Regions from separate parts of the Callithrix jacchus genome. Here regions 1 and 3 are each linked to region 2. Evidence: chromatin contacts called from public Hi-C data. All regions are on one chromosome and are shown on one strand. The core of a region is the stretch at or near the end of the contact, and the rest is flanking DNA. Distances in the headings are between cores, read along the strand shown. Region 1 overlaps WASF2 (WASP family member 2). Region 2 overlaps AHDC1 (AT-hook DNA binding motif containing 1). Region 3 has its middle 8.8 kb from the start of IFI6.

Region 1 (3,914 bases), core at 229-2,728, 130 kb after region 2:
TGGATCACTTGAGGCAAGAGTTTGAGACAAGTGAGCAACCTGGCAAATCCCTGTCTCTACCAAAAATACAAAAATTAGCCTGGCATGGTGTTGCACACCTGTAATCCCAGCTACTCACGAGGCTGATATGTGAGAATCTCTTGAGCCCAGGAGGCAGAGGTTGCAGTGAGCCAAGATCACACCACTGTACTCCAGCCTAGGCCACAGAGGAACTGTCTCCAAAAAGAAAAATAGAAAAAAGAAAAGAAAGTTATAGGTTATAAAACATAAAGTAATCTTTCCACCTCTTAGAAGTTGCGCATCTCTGATAAGCTCAGGACCCCTCAAAGATACCACAGCGAATCATGGTTGTTCACTATACTTTTCAGGCTCCATTCAGGAACTAATTTCTTATTTTTCATGTTAATTTTAGATACCTAGAACGTCCTCTGAACTCCTAGTCTGTTTTACAGAACCATTTTATAAGGTGCTTTTACAGAACAGCAAGAGGCTAAAGGCTATAGGCAAATGTGTAGTTTTTTTGTTTTGTTTTGTTTTTGTTTTTGAGTTTCACTCTGTCACCCAGGCTGGAGTGCAGTGGCTGGATCTTGACTCACTGCAACCTCCACCTCCCAGGTTCAAGCGATTCTCCTGCCTCAGCCTCCCTAGTAGCTGGGATTATAGGCTCCTGCCACCACGCCTGCCTAATTTTTGTATTTTTAGTAGAGATGGGGCTTTATTATGTTGCCCAGGCTGGAAATGTGTAGAAATATTATCTGTTCTTCCAGGCTTAATTTTTTGCATTAGACCTTTCAGTTTTATTCGGCCTGTTTTGAGTTTCATGACTGTTCACAGTCTGTCAAGAACGCTCCATTACTTATAGAGCATATGCAGACTTCCTAAACTATGAAGAGTATTTCTCTGTCTCCAAGAGCAGTCATCTGCATATAGCCCAAACCGTCTTAGGGTATGTGTGTATGAATGTATATATGTGTTTGGGAGTTAGGGAATACTATCTTTAGTAGCCAGTTTTTCTGACCATTTATGTTACTTCTATGCACTAGTGACTTGTTTCTTTGCTCTTCCCAGGTAAATATGCAGAGGACATTTTTGGAGAGCTTTTTACCCAGGCAAATACCTTTGCCTCTCGGGTAAGCTCCCTTGCTGAGAGGGTTGACCGACTACAAGTTAAAGTCACTCAGCTGGATCCCAAGGAAGAAGAAGGTATGAAAGCTGAGCTCAGCATTTGCAGGCTCTGCTGAACAGTTTTGTAGAATTTTTTCCCTGATTTATTAAAAAAAAAAAAGTGAGGAGAGAAATCACAGAGACCTATAGAGTTCTGCTTTGAAATGACACAAGCCTGAGTGGTGGGAAGAAACCTTCTAGCTCTACCACACCCCCACATATTCCTTTCTCCCATTTCCCCAATTCCTTCTTTCTCAGATTTCCCCTCCCTCAATCGTATTCTGCTACCATAAAAGTACTTGGAAGATTCATTCCTCCTAAGGAGAGGCCTGCTAGATCTGGCCACATAGTAAACCTTTGTGTTGCCTCATTTTGTTCAGTCGTGAAATGACTGGGCTGCTGACAGCCTTGTGGGGCTTCCCCGAGCAGGAGGGAAAAAAAAAAAAAAGCCTGGCTGCAGACAGCTGCAGCCAAGAAATGCAGCAGCTGAGGCCTCTCTGACTGGTGTGACTCAGTGTTTGCTCAAATAGCCTGTCGTCCATTTTCTAATGCCTTCCATCTTCTCTCAGTGTCACTACAAGGAATCAACACCCGAAAGGCCTTCAGAAGCTCCACCATTCAAGATCAGAAACTTTTTGACAGAAACTCTCTCCCAGTGCCTGTCTTAGAAACATACAATACCTGTGATACTCCTCCCCCTCTCAACAATCTTACCCCTTACAGGTAATGGCTGGCTAGCTCCTCCCTTTTTCAACCTGTGGTTAATAACACTAGATTGTCTTTTTATCTGAAGTGGTTGTTTACATCAGAGGCTTGTATTTAAAAGCATACTGCCTACCCCCATGTTGGCTGTGATGGCAGAAACTAAAATTTACCCCATAGACACTTGTCAGTTATTATTGTTTGGTTTCTGAAATGCATAGTGAGTATAATATATATTGAAAGTTTACTGTAACATTGCATGCTACAAAGTTTAATTTCATATAAGCCAAGTCCATCTTGGATTCCATCCAAGGAATTTAGTTATTATAGAACCAAAAGGACTTTGTTACAAGGCAGTCCTACAGCATGGATCCCAGGGGCAACATTCTAGCAAGGCTCCCACTTACTTGGAAACCACCAGATTACCAGATGTTTGGGCGTGTTAGTGGGGCAAGCCTCTTGGACTGGCTGCTCTGGGCCCAGAGGGGTCTTTCCAAAGCTTAAGGAGTAATTGGCATTCTTCCAAATGAGCATTGTTCACTTTGTTTTGAACATCCTTTAGACATTTCCTTCTGAAAGGACCTACCCTGCTGTGGCTGGACTTGAAAAACAAGGTAGCCTTATAGACAACTTAAAGCCCCTCTCTAGTGGTTTGGTAGTTTTGCGGTCCTGCAAAAAACCACTGAAGAGGGGCAGAAGGCGAATATTTATCTTGCTTACATCCATACGTATCTTTGGAGCAGGTAAAAAGTAATTACAGATAGCTGGAGGCGGATGTCTTCTGTCAGACATGTGTACACTACAAGGTAGAGAGAGAGAGAGCGCACACACGTGCACTTGCGCATCCCCATGTGAAATTCAAGAACACCAGTCTGATTCAGGGAACCTTCTCACACAGATATAAAGTACATGGCATCTGTCCTTCATTTTACTGTGTAAAATTATGTTTTGCCCTTGGCTTTCAAAGAGACCAGCATAGCAGGACAGAGATTTGACTCTGCATCCTCCATTACTGAGTCTAGTTGGGTTTGGGCAGAGGGGTTGTGGGGCAAAAAGGGGTCATACAGCTAGTAATATTGTAGGGAGTGTGACATAGGGTTTGTGATAGGATTGGATAAACAGATGATATTAATAGAATTTTTTTCTTCAGTTAGTGGTATTTTTCTTTTTAACATACAGTATCAGAATTAGCATGGCCTCTCAATTATCTGAACTTGGCCTAACAGAAATAACTGGTGTATATCTAATTCAGAAGAAGATTTAATATAGAAATCATTAATGTGGCCAGGCACGGTGGCTCACGCCTGTAATCCCAGCACTTTGGGAGGCCAAGGCGGGTAGATCATAAGGTCAGGAGTTTGAGACCAGCCTGACCAATATGATGAAACCTTGTTGCTACTAAAAATACAAAAATTAGCTGGGTGTGGTGGCACATGCCTGTAGTTCCAGATACTCAGGAGGCTGAAGCAGGAGAATCGCTTGAATCTGGGAGGCGGAGGTTACAGTGAGCCGAGATCACGCCACTGTGCTCCAGCCTGGGCGACAGGTGAGACTCTGTCTCAGAAAACAAACAGCTGGGCGCCGAGGCTCATGCCTGTAATTTCAGCACTTTGGGAGGCCAAGGTGGGCAGATCACAAGGTCAAGAGATACAGACCATCCTGGCCAACATGGTGAAACCCTGTCTCTACTAAAAACACAAAAATTAGGCCGGGCATGGTGGCTCACGCCTGTAATCCCAACACTTTGGGAGGCCGAGGCGGGTGGATCACGAGGTCAAGAGATCAAGACCGTCCTGGTCAACATGGTGAAATCCCGTCTCTACTAAAAATACAAAAATTAGCTGGGCATGGTGGTGCGTGCCTGTAATCCCAGCTACTCAGGAGGCTGAGGCAGGAGAATTGCCTGAACCCAGGAGGCAGAGGTTGCAGTGAGCCGAGATTGCGCCATTGCACTCCAGTCTGGGTAACAAGAGCGAAACTCCGTCTCAAAAAAAAAAAAACACAAAAATTAGCTGGGTGTGGTGGCACATGCCTGTAGTCCCAGCTAC
Region 2 (4,328 bases), core at 1,047-3,546:
CAGCTTTGAGGATCTGCCTATGGGAAGGCCATAAAGTTAAGTGAGGGGATGAGGCAGGCGAGGCCAGATCATGTGGGACATTGGAAGGAGTCTGAACTTCATTCCCAGACACACGGGGATCCACTGAAGAGTTCCCAGCTGGAATTCCCCAGGCCACCATGGAGCAGGGCTAGTGTTGAAGCAGGGAGACCAGCTGCAGTGGTCGACACACACAGTGATGATGGCCCAGACTCAGGTCGGGGAAGGGCTGCCTCCTCTCTCTATCTAAGATGGCACACAGACTCTAGAGCAACCCTGCAGTGCCAGGAAATGATCAGAATCACCACAGGAATGAGAAAGAGTTGGAGATACAGAGAAGGAGAGTGGTAAGGAAGAAGAGTTCACAGAGGGAGTTGCTACTCTCAACAGAGGGCTTAAGCAGAGAGGACCAGGACACACTCATTCACCAACAGCAGTGAGCAGTTTTGACGCCAGGCTCTGGAAAGCAGTCATTGGCCTTAGTTTCCCAACTTGAGCCCCTGTGTGTCCATCCAGTGCTGGGTACTGGGGAGACAGGCATGGCCCCTGTCCTCCAGTTCAGCCTCCATTTGGTACCTGTTATGTTCCAACAGGTACACAAAGAACCTGAAAACACCTGGTAGAGAGTGGCAGGTGCCCAGAGCCAGTGAGAAACAAAGATTTGCACTGGGCAGCTGGGTGTTGTGGTCAGAAGTCAGCCCTCTGCCCCCTTGATGAGAAAAGGGACATTTGTGCTGGGCCCTTTATGTAACACCGCCTCACTGATCCTTCACAGCAGATTACGAGGTGGGGTGTGTCTCCCAACCACAGCCCCCTGCCTCCTTCCCTGTCCTACCTTAGAGAGACTTGAGGAATGAACCTTGCCCAGGGGGATCCATTAGCCAATAGAGCCAGGATTAGCACCCAGTACTGTCCGTCCTGAGCCTGGGTACTCTGCCATATGGCTGCCTCTCATCTCCCCACACCTCTATTTCCCCATCTGCAAAAGGACAGGTTGGATTGGACAATCCCTACAACTCTTGCTGGGTCTGACATCTTAAATGGATTGTGAGGTTCTGTGGAAGAAGCTGCACTTGAGCTCGACCTTAAAGAATAGGCAAGGTTTGGACACACGGAGACCAGGGGAAGGGCATTCCAGGCAGAGGGAGCTGTGGGCAAAGGCAGGTCACATCCCAATGTGAATTAGATAAAAGCTCAGAGGAGACAGAATGGGGAATGTGGGTCCCAACTGATCTCAGAGCTGTGGCTGATGGGACAGAAGACAGCACAGGTCAAGCAAGGAGGGGCCTTGGGCCTGTGCAGACATCTTCTCTGGGCCTCTAGATGGAAAGTAGAGCCAGACAGACTGGCTCCACATTGGGCCCTGTGGGCTAAAGATCGACCCTGTCAGACCCTGGGGACAGGGGTGGGAGGGTACAAAGGGCCCTCCAAGGTGTTCAGGAATCTCCAGTCCCTCTCCCTTCCCTAATCCCTCTCAGGCCTGACCTGAGGCCAAGAGAAATGTCACAGGTCCTCCAAGGTTACGCCAGCTGGGGCCTGACCGGAGCAGGAAGCAGTTTCCAAGGCCACCATCCAGCCAGGGTCAGCAGACATGCCCGGGCCTGGGCCAGGCCCCAGCTGCTCTGGGCTTTGTCTCTTCGTGTCTTGAAACCTTGAGAGGTCACTTGATCTTGCCTGTGGCTCTGAGCAAGAGGCCTCACGTCGGGGCTCAGCTAGTCCTGCCCTGACTCTTCTGGGCACAAGTTCTTCCCCACACTCTCTGAGGCCATCCTCCCTCTGATCCTATCTCTGGCTGTTCCTGCAGCCATGCTTAAGCCAGGCCTTGTTCTGAGCCCTCATTTCCTGAAAATAATCTCTCCATGACCATGCCGACTTGCCCTCCTTTTTCTTATCTTCTCACATCCCAGAGCAGGGCCACGGAACTGGAGGATGGTGGCTGGGAGCCTGTCTGTGGACATAGATAGGCCTCTGTGTATCTATTCCAACCTAGTCCATCCCTTACCAGCTAGGTGACCTGGTGAGTCATGTCACCTGATGAGTCACGTCACCTCTCTGCGTCTCTTGTGAGAATTAAATGAGATTACACATGAAGCCCTTGGCCCGGTCCCTGGCACACAGTGAGCACGTAGTCAATGGCTGGTGATGGGTAGGTAAATACCCTACACAGGCTGAACTCCGGGGCCTCTGACCAGCCTGTGTGAGTCACACACCTCTAACCCTCGCCTCTTGGACCTTCCTACAGGACCACAGCCAGCCCTCCCTCACCTGCACCCCTCCTAGGAAGGAGCTTGTATTCTAGTGTGGGTTTGGGTCCTTGGAGGAGGCTTTGTTATAACACCTAGTTCTTTGCTTTAGCAATTAGGCTGAGTCCTTCCTGGGGGACCCAAGGACAAAATGACCCAGCATAGCTAGACACCTTGTCATCACAGTCATGCCCACCAATCCTCTCCCCTACTGCAAATAATATGAAACATTTTCTTGTGACTGTAATATGTCATGATTTGTCCCCTAGCAGTTGTGCCATCTTTGTCAGCATAACCTTTGCTCCCATAGTGCCCTGTGTTTGTGCTGGAAGGCTGGGGGAAGTAGGTGAATTCTGTGTTCACACATATGAGCTAGTGACGTGCTCGGGGCCAGGCATTATTTCCAGTGCTGAGGGTGTCACTGAGCAAGACAGGCAGTCCCCTGCAGGGCCTCACAGGGCCTGCAGCCTTTTACAGGTGTTTATTTAAAATCTCCACATGGGCCAGACTTGGTGGCCAATGCCTGTAATCCCAGCACTTTGGAAGGCTGAGGCAGGTGGATCACTTGAGGCCAGGAGTTTCCGTCTCTACTAAAAACACAGAAGATAGCCAGGTGCGGTGGCGTGCACCTGTAGTCCCAGCTACTCGGGAAGCTGAGGCAGGAGGATAGATGGAACCTGGGAGCCGGAGGTTGCAGTGAACCAAGATCACGCCACTGCATTCCAGCCTGGGTGACAGAACAAGACTCCGTCTCAAAATAAATAAATACATAAATAAATAATTAAAAAAAAAAAAACCTCCACATGGGCATTGCTCTTAGAGCAGGGCCTGGGAAACTCCCAGGAGAAGGATCAGGAACCACCCACTAAAACCGTGTGAGCAGGGCAGGCAGCAGGAGTTTCCTGGAGGCAGGAAATGGGTCTTGACAAATTTGAGACTTCAGAGGCTTTAGCTCTAGCTCAGCCACCAGGGTCTCTGGCCCAACCCCCTCCCTGCTCCAGGCATGCACCCCACCTCCAGCCCCCTAGTTCGTTCTCCCCATTATGGCCACCAAAGTGCTTGTTTTTTTGAGCATTTTTAGATGCATGGTGTCTGGTGTCCCTAAAATATTTATTGAATGAATTGATTAAAACACATCTGCTCCTGTAACTCCATTGCTCTACACCTTCTGACTGCATCCTTCCCTCTCCAGCCTCGTTCCTTGCCTACAAAATAAAGGCCCAACTTCCCAGCACAGAATTCAAGGTATTCCAGGCTTCCTTCCTGGCATCCAACCTTTTTTTTTTTTAGCCCCACCTTACACACACACCCTTATTAGCTGGGAGCATGCGTGGAAGCAGGAGGGAGCTCTGGGAGGGCTGGCTCCCAAACGTGCCCCATGCTCTTGCTGTTCCTGGCCTGGGTGGTCCTTTCCTACCCCATCTCCCACCTGTCAGTTCCTATCTTTCACTCAGACATCACTTCCTCCAAGAAGGGTTCCAGGATCTTTCTCAGGCCCAATTAATCTCTAACCCTTTCTGCATTCCTGACGGCCCTTCCTGGGAATGCCCTCCTCTCCACACCATCAGCTCCTTTAGGGCGATTATTCATCTCTGGGCACTGTCCTTCTCTCCCCCACCCAGTGTCTCATCATGCCTGGGACATTTCAGGTTTTCTGGTTTTTTTAAACTTGAGTCAAAGAACTAGATGTAGAATAGGAAGATTTTTTTTTTTTTTTTTTGAGATAGAGTCTTGCTCTTGTCACCCAGGCTAGAGTTCAGTGGTGCGATCTCGGCTCACTGTAACTTCCATCTCCTGGGTTCAAATGATTCTCATGCCTCAGCCTCCCAAATAGCTGGGACTACAAGCATATGCCACCATGCCTGTCTAATTTTTTTTTTTTTTTGAGACGTAGTCTTGCTCTGTCACCTAGGCTAGAGTACAGTGGCGCGATCTTGGCTCACTGCAAGCTCCGCCCCCTGGGTTCAAGCAGTTCTCCTGCCTCAGCCTCCCAAGGAGCTGGTACTACAAGTATGTGCCACCACATCCGGCTAATATTTTGCATTTTTAGTAGAGACGGGGTTTCAC
Region 3 (3,927 bases), core at 1,250-3,749, 120 kb before region 2:
AGTCAGGGTTTACTCTCTGGGTTCACAGGCCCTATTCTTCTTTTCTTCCAAAGTTGGGCACCAAATTAGGGTCTCTGCCTTCAGAAGAAGCCCCCTCCACTTATTCCCTTGGATAACATCAAGGCCAAGAGAGGTGGACAGCTCTGTTCTGGGATTTTAGATCTCAGGCCTCAGCAGTCTTTGGGCTGAATGATACTGGAAATGACCAGTTCTTTGCAGGGAGACTCCGCCTTCCCTAGGATCCCTTGGGACCAGCCTGCACAGGATAACTACTTGCCTCCATTCTGCAAGTGACAGCAGGGGCTAAGGCTACCACAGAGGATGGGACCCAGTTTCTACCTACGTGGGGCTCACGGTGCACACATTAGGAACCACCTCTTTTCCTTCCCTGTCACCACCTCCCCACCCCCAACTCCTTTCACTCATCCTCACCTTTGCCAGCTTTCAGGAACCACAGCCTGCGGCAGAAGGGTGAACACACACCAGAATTCAACATTGCAAGGCGAGAGGTGCTCAATGCGCTTTTATTTATTTATTTATTTTTTCTTGAGACAGAGTCTCACTCTGTTGTCCAGGCTGGAGTGCAGTGGCACAATCTTGGCTCACTGCAGCCTCTGCCTTCCGGGTTCAGGTGATTCTCCTGCCTCAGCCTCTCAAGTAGCTGGTATTACAGGCACCTGCCACCACCCTCAGCTAATTTTTGTAGTTTTAGTAGGGAAGGGGTTTCACCATGTTGGCCAGGTTGGTTTTGAATACCTGACCTCAGACAATCCACCTGAGCTTCACTCCCAAAGTGCTGGGATTACAGGCATGAGCCACTGCACCCGGACTGAATGCCTCCCTGGCAACGGCCTTCATAGAGGCACAGAGCTGAATCTCGGCCCAGTTTCAGGGATGAGTCACCTCAGACAAGCTATGTACTCTCTTGAGGTCCCAGTCTTCTTGCTTTTTGGGTTTTTGTTGTTTGTTGTTGTTGTTTGAGACAAAGAATCTTGCTCTGTTGCCCAGGCTGAAGGGCAGTGGTGTGATCTCGGCTCACTGCAACCTCTGCCTCCCAGGTTCAAGCAATTATCCTGTCTCAGCCTGCCGAGTAGCTAGATTATAGGTGTGTGCCACCATGCCCAGATAATTTTTTGTATCTTTAGTAGAGACGGGGTTTTACCTTATTGGCCAGGCTGGTCTCCTGAACTCAAGTGATTGGCCCACCTCAGCCTCCCAAAGTGCAGGGATTACAGGCATGAGCCACTATGCCCGGACTGCTTCCTTGTTTTCAAAACTAGGGGTGGGGGTGTTAGATATCATGGTCTCCAGAGCTTCCTCCTCTAAAACATCTGCTGAGCCTGAAGCACATGCTTCTGAGTCCTCTCAGCCCTGTCAGATCCTGGCTTTCTGAGGATGAATTTTATTTTTGGAAGCAGCCAAAAGCCACTCTGTAGTGCCAACTTTGGTGACTAAAGTGGGTGACAGTGCGGGGAGATGCCATGTTTGGTCAGAAATGAGGGTAACTAGAAACTAGCAGGGCTAGTCTCCACTCTGCCTCTACTAAAAATATGAAAATTAGCTGAGCATGGTGGCGTGTGCCTGAAGTCCCAGCTACCTGGGAGGTGGAGGCAGGAGAATCGCTTGAACCCAGGAGGTGGAGGTTGCAGTGAGCCGAGATCGCGCCACTGCACTCCAGCCTGGGCGACAGAGCAAGACTCTGCCTCAAAAAAAAAAAGAGTCCAAAAATAGATACCATCTCTGACTGCCAATGGAGAGGTCCTATGTCCTCATCACTTTTCTCTGAACCTCGGTTTCCTAGTCTGTAAAATGGGGAAGGGAAGGGGTTGGACTCTCGTCCAGACCTAGAATGTCCTTCTCACGTGCTCCAGTTAAGAGTGTCTTGCTCTTAAATAAAGTACTTTAGAGATTTCCTTGTTCTTTGAGGGCCTTCCAGGCCCCTCCATTCTCTTGAACCACGGCAGGGGCTCTCACAATTTCATGGTGCTATGTGCCTGTATGACCACCAGGTGGCAGTACAGTCCTATCTTGGATTCCATCAGCCTTCATCATCCTAGAGCGCTCCACAATTACCAACAGCCCTGCCTAGGGCTGGCCCCACCGGGGTAACTAGAGACGGAAATGAATAGACCTCGCCCTTGCTCAGCAGCAGGAGCTCCTGAAGCTCACAAGAGTGGTCCATCAGAGAATCCCTGTAGGGCCCACCTCCTCCTCTCCCCTTCAAGTCCTCAGTCCTACAATTTGGGGATCTCCAAACTCCCGAGCCCAGCACTCAGGACTCTCTGCAGTCAGGTCTCACCTCCAGGCTCACTGCCTGCACTACCAGATCTGAGTCACAAGGATGAAAGTTAATGAGAGGAACCCGCAACGTGCACTTCCTGGCTGGGCAGCAGAGGGGGATGCTGGGAACTGGGCATCACTAGATTCTGCCTGGAAAGAGGGGTTGGGGCCAGCCAAGGGCTTGGGCAACAGTAGCTGGAGGCTACTGAGGCCGGACGCCTGTAGCTTCCTGTGAAGAACAGGGGAGCCACTTCCTTTAAGCAGATGGCTGGGAGGAGGAGTGGAAGATGAGGGAGCATGGGCTTCCTGGCTTAGGGGGAGGAAAAGGGGTCCCAGGAAGTCCCCATGAAGAGGCCCAGAGCAGCCTTCTCTTTCCCTCATTCTGGGCCTCCACGGAACAGCAGCAGAGACAAGGGAAGGTCATACTTGTGAAGCTGTGTGCCGTGAGGCCATAGAAAGGATAGTCAGGTCAGGGAGCAGGCTCATCTGTAGAGGCCAGTAAAGAAATGGAGTCTTGGTTATTCCAAAAAGCAAGTCCAAGCACCTACCCCTAGTATCCAAGTCCCAGTCACCAGCCTCAGAACCCAGACCCAAGTCCAGCCCCAAGTCCAGCCCCAAGTACTTGGCCTCAAATATGCAGCCCCCATTTCCCAGCTCCAAGCACCAGTTCCCAGAGAAGCGTCCAGTGCGGAGTCAGAAGCTGGCAGGTGCCCAGTGGTTCATTATCTGTGTGGGCATGGCCCCAGAAAAGAGCTTTTTTTTTTTTTTTTTTTTTTTTTGAGACAAGGCCTTGCTCTATCGCCCAGGCTGGAGTGCAGTGGTGCAGTCACAGCTCACTACAGTCTGCAGCCTTGACCTGGTCTCAAGTGATCCTCCCACCTCAGCCTCCCACTTTGGGATCACAAGCAAGGACCACCACAAGTGGCTAGTTTTTTGGGTTTTTTTTTGTTTTTTGTTAGATGGAGTCTTGCTCTGTCACCTAGGCTGGAATGCAATGGCGCAATCTCAGCTCACTGCAACCTTCACCTCCCGGGTTCAAGTAAGTCTCCCGCCTCAGCCTCCTGAGTAGCTGGGATTACAGGCGTACACCACCATGCCCAGCTAATTTTTGTATGTTTAGTAGAGATGGGGTTTTGCCATGTTGGCCAGGCTGGTCGTGAACTCCTGCCCTCAGGGGATCCGCCTGCCTTGATTAACCAGTAGAGTTTGCCTCCCAGCACCCATAGCTACCAGAGAACCACATGTTTTAGTAGCTCTAGGTTCTCATCTGCAGAAGGGGTAGGAGTCTTCACTCAGCCATGATCACTCATCCTCAGAACCCACCAAACTAAGCCCATTTCTCCTTCAATCTTTCACACTTGGGTCAAAAGCACCTCTAAGTATGCAGGTGCCTAGGCCAGACACCTTCCCAAAGGCTTTCCCCCCTAACTTTTCAATGATGGCTCCTTCACTCTTTGTTCTTCACTCACATGTCACCTTCTCAGAGAAGCCCTCCCTGACCACCTATTTTAAAATGGCCTCCTTCCTGAAATACCACAGGGGTATAAATTAGTAAAATAAGAAAGAGAAATAAAATAGCCTCCTTGTTTCTCTCTATCACAGTAATTGCCAACTTGTCTGCACCTTGGAATCACCTGAGAGCTTAAA

What was found. A called contact is a pair of places that touch in the nucleus more often than the background predicts.
Region 1: a contact with region 2 is called in a Hi-C map of skeletal muscle, with 4 times the contacts expected there. The contact joins two enhancer-like sites. A contact is called at or near these places in 3 of 3 Hi-C or Micro-C datasets (induced pluripotent stem cells and skeletal muscle).
Region 3: a Hi-C map of induced pluripotent stem cells shows a contact between it and region 2, with 2.7 times the contacts expected there. The contact joins two enhancer-like sites. A contact is called at or near these places in 3 of 3 Hi-C or Micro-C datasets (induced pluripotent stem cells and skeletal muscle).

What each region holds. Positions count from the first base shown.
Region 1 is chr7:64,085,580-64,089,493 of calJac240_pri, reverse strand. It overlaps WASF2 (WASP family member 2), which reads left to right. Exons shown (of 10, transcript XM_078330844.1): 4 at 1,069-1,203; 5 at 1,734-1,887. Among named protein-coding and RNA genes, the nearest start is that of GPR3, 25 kb to the right of the region's middle. Within about 2 kb of position 1,478, at least 11 of the 16 cell types and tissues checked have an H3K27ac peak or open chromatin away from gene starts, as enhancers often do. A contact at or near this core is called in skeletal muscle, where this site is marked.
Region 2 is chr7:64,211,224-64,215,551 of calJac240_pri, reverse strand. The region is part of intron 6 of AHDC1 (AT-hook DNA binding motif containing 1); the gene reads left to right. Among named protein-coding and RNA genes, the nearest start is that of WASF2, 55 kb to the right of the region's middle. Within about 2 kb of position 2,296, at least 3 of the 16 cell types and tissues checked have an H3K27ac peak or open chromatin away from gene starts, as enhancers often do. A contact at or near this core is called in skeletal muscle, where this site is marked.
Region 3 is chr7:64,334,668-64,338,594 of calJac240_pri, reverse strand. No RefSeq gene overlaps it. Among named protein-coding and RNA genes, the nearest start is that of IFI6, 8.8 kb to the left of the region's middle. Within about 2 kb of position 2,499, at least 5 of the 16 cell types and tissues checked have an H3K27ac peak or open chromatin away from gene starts, as enhancers often do.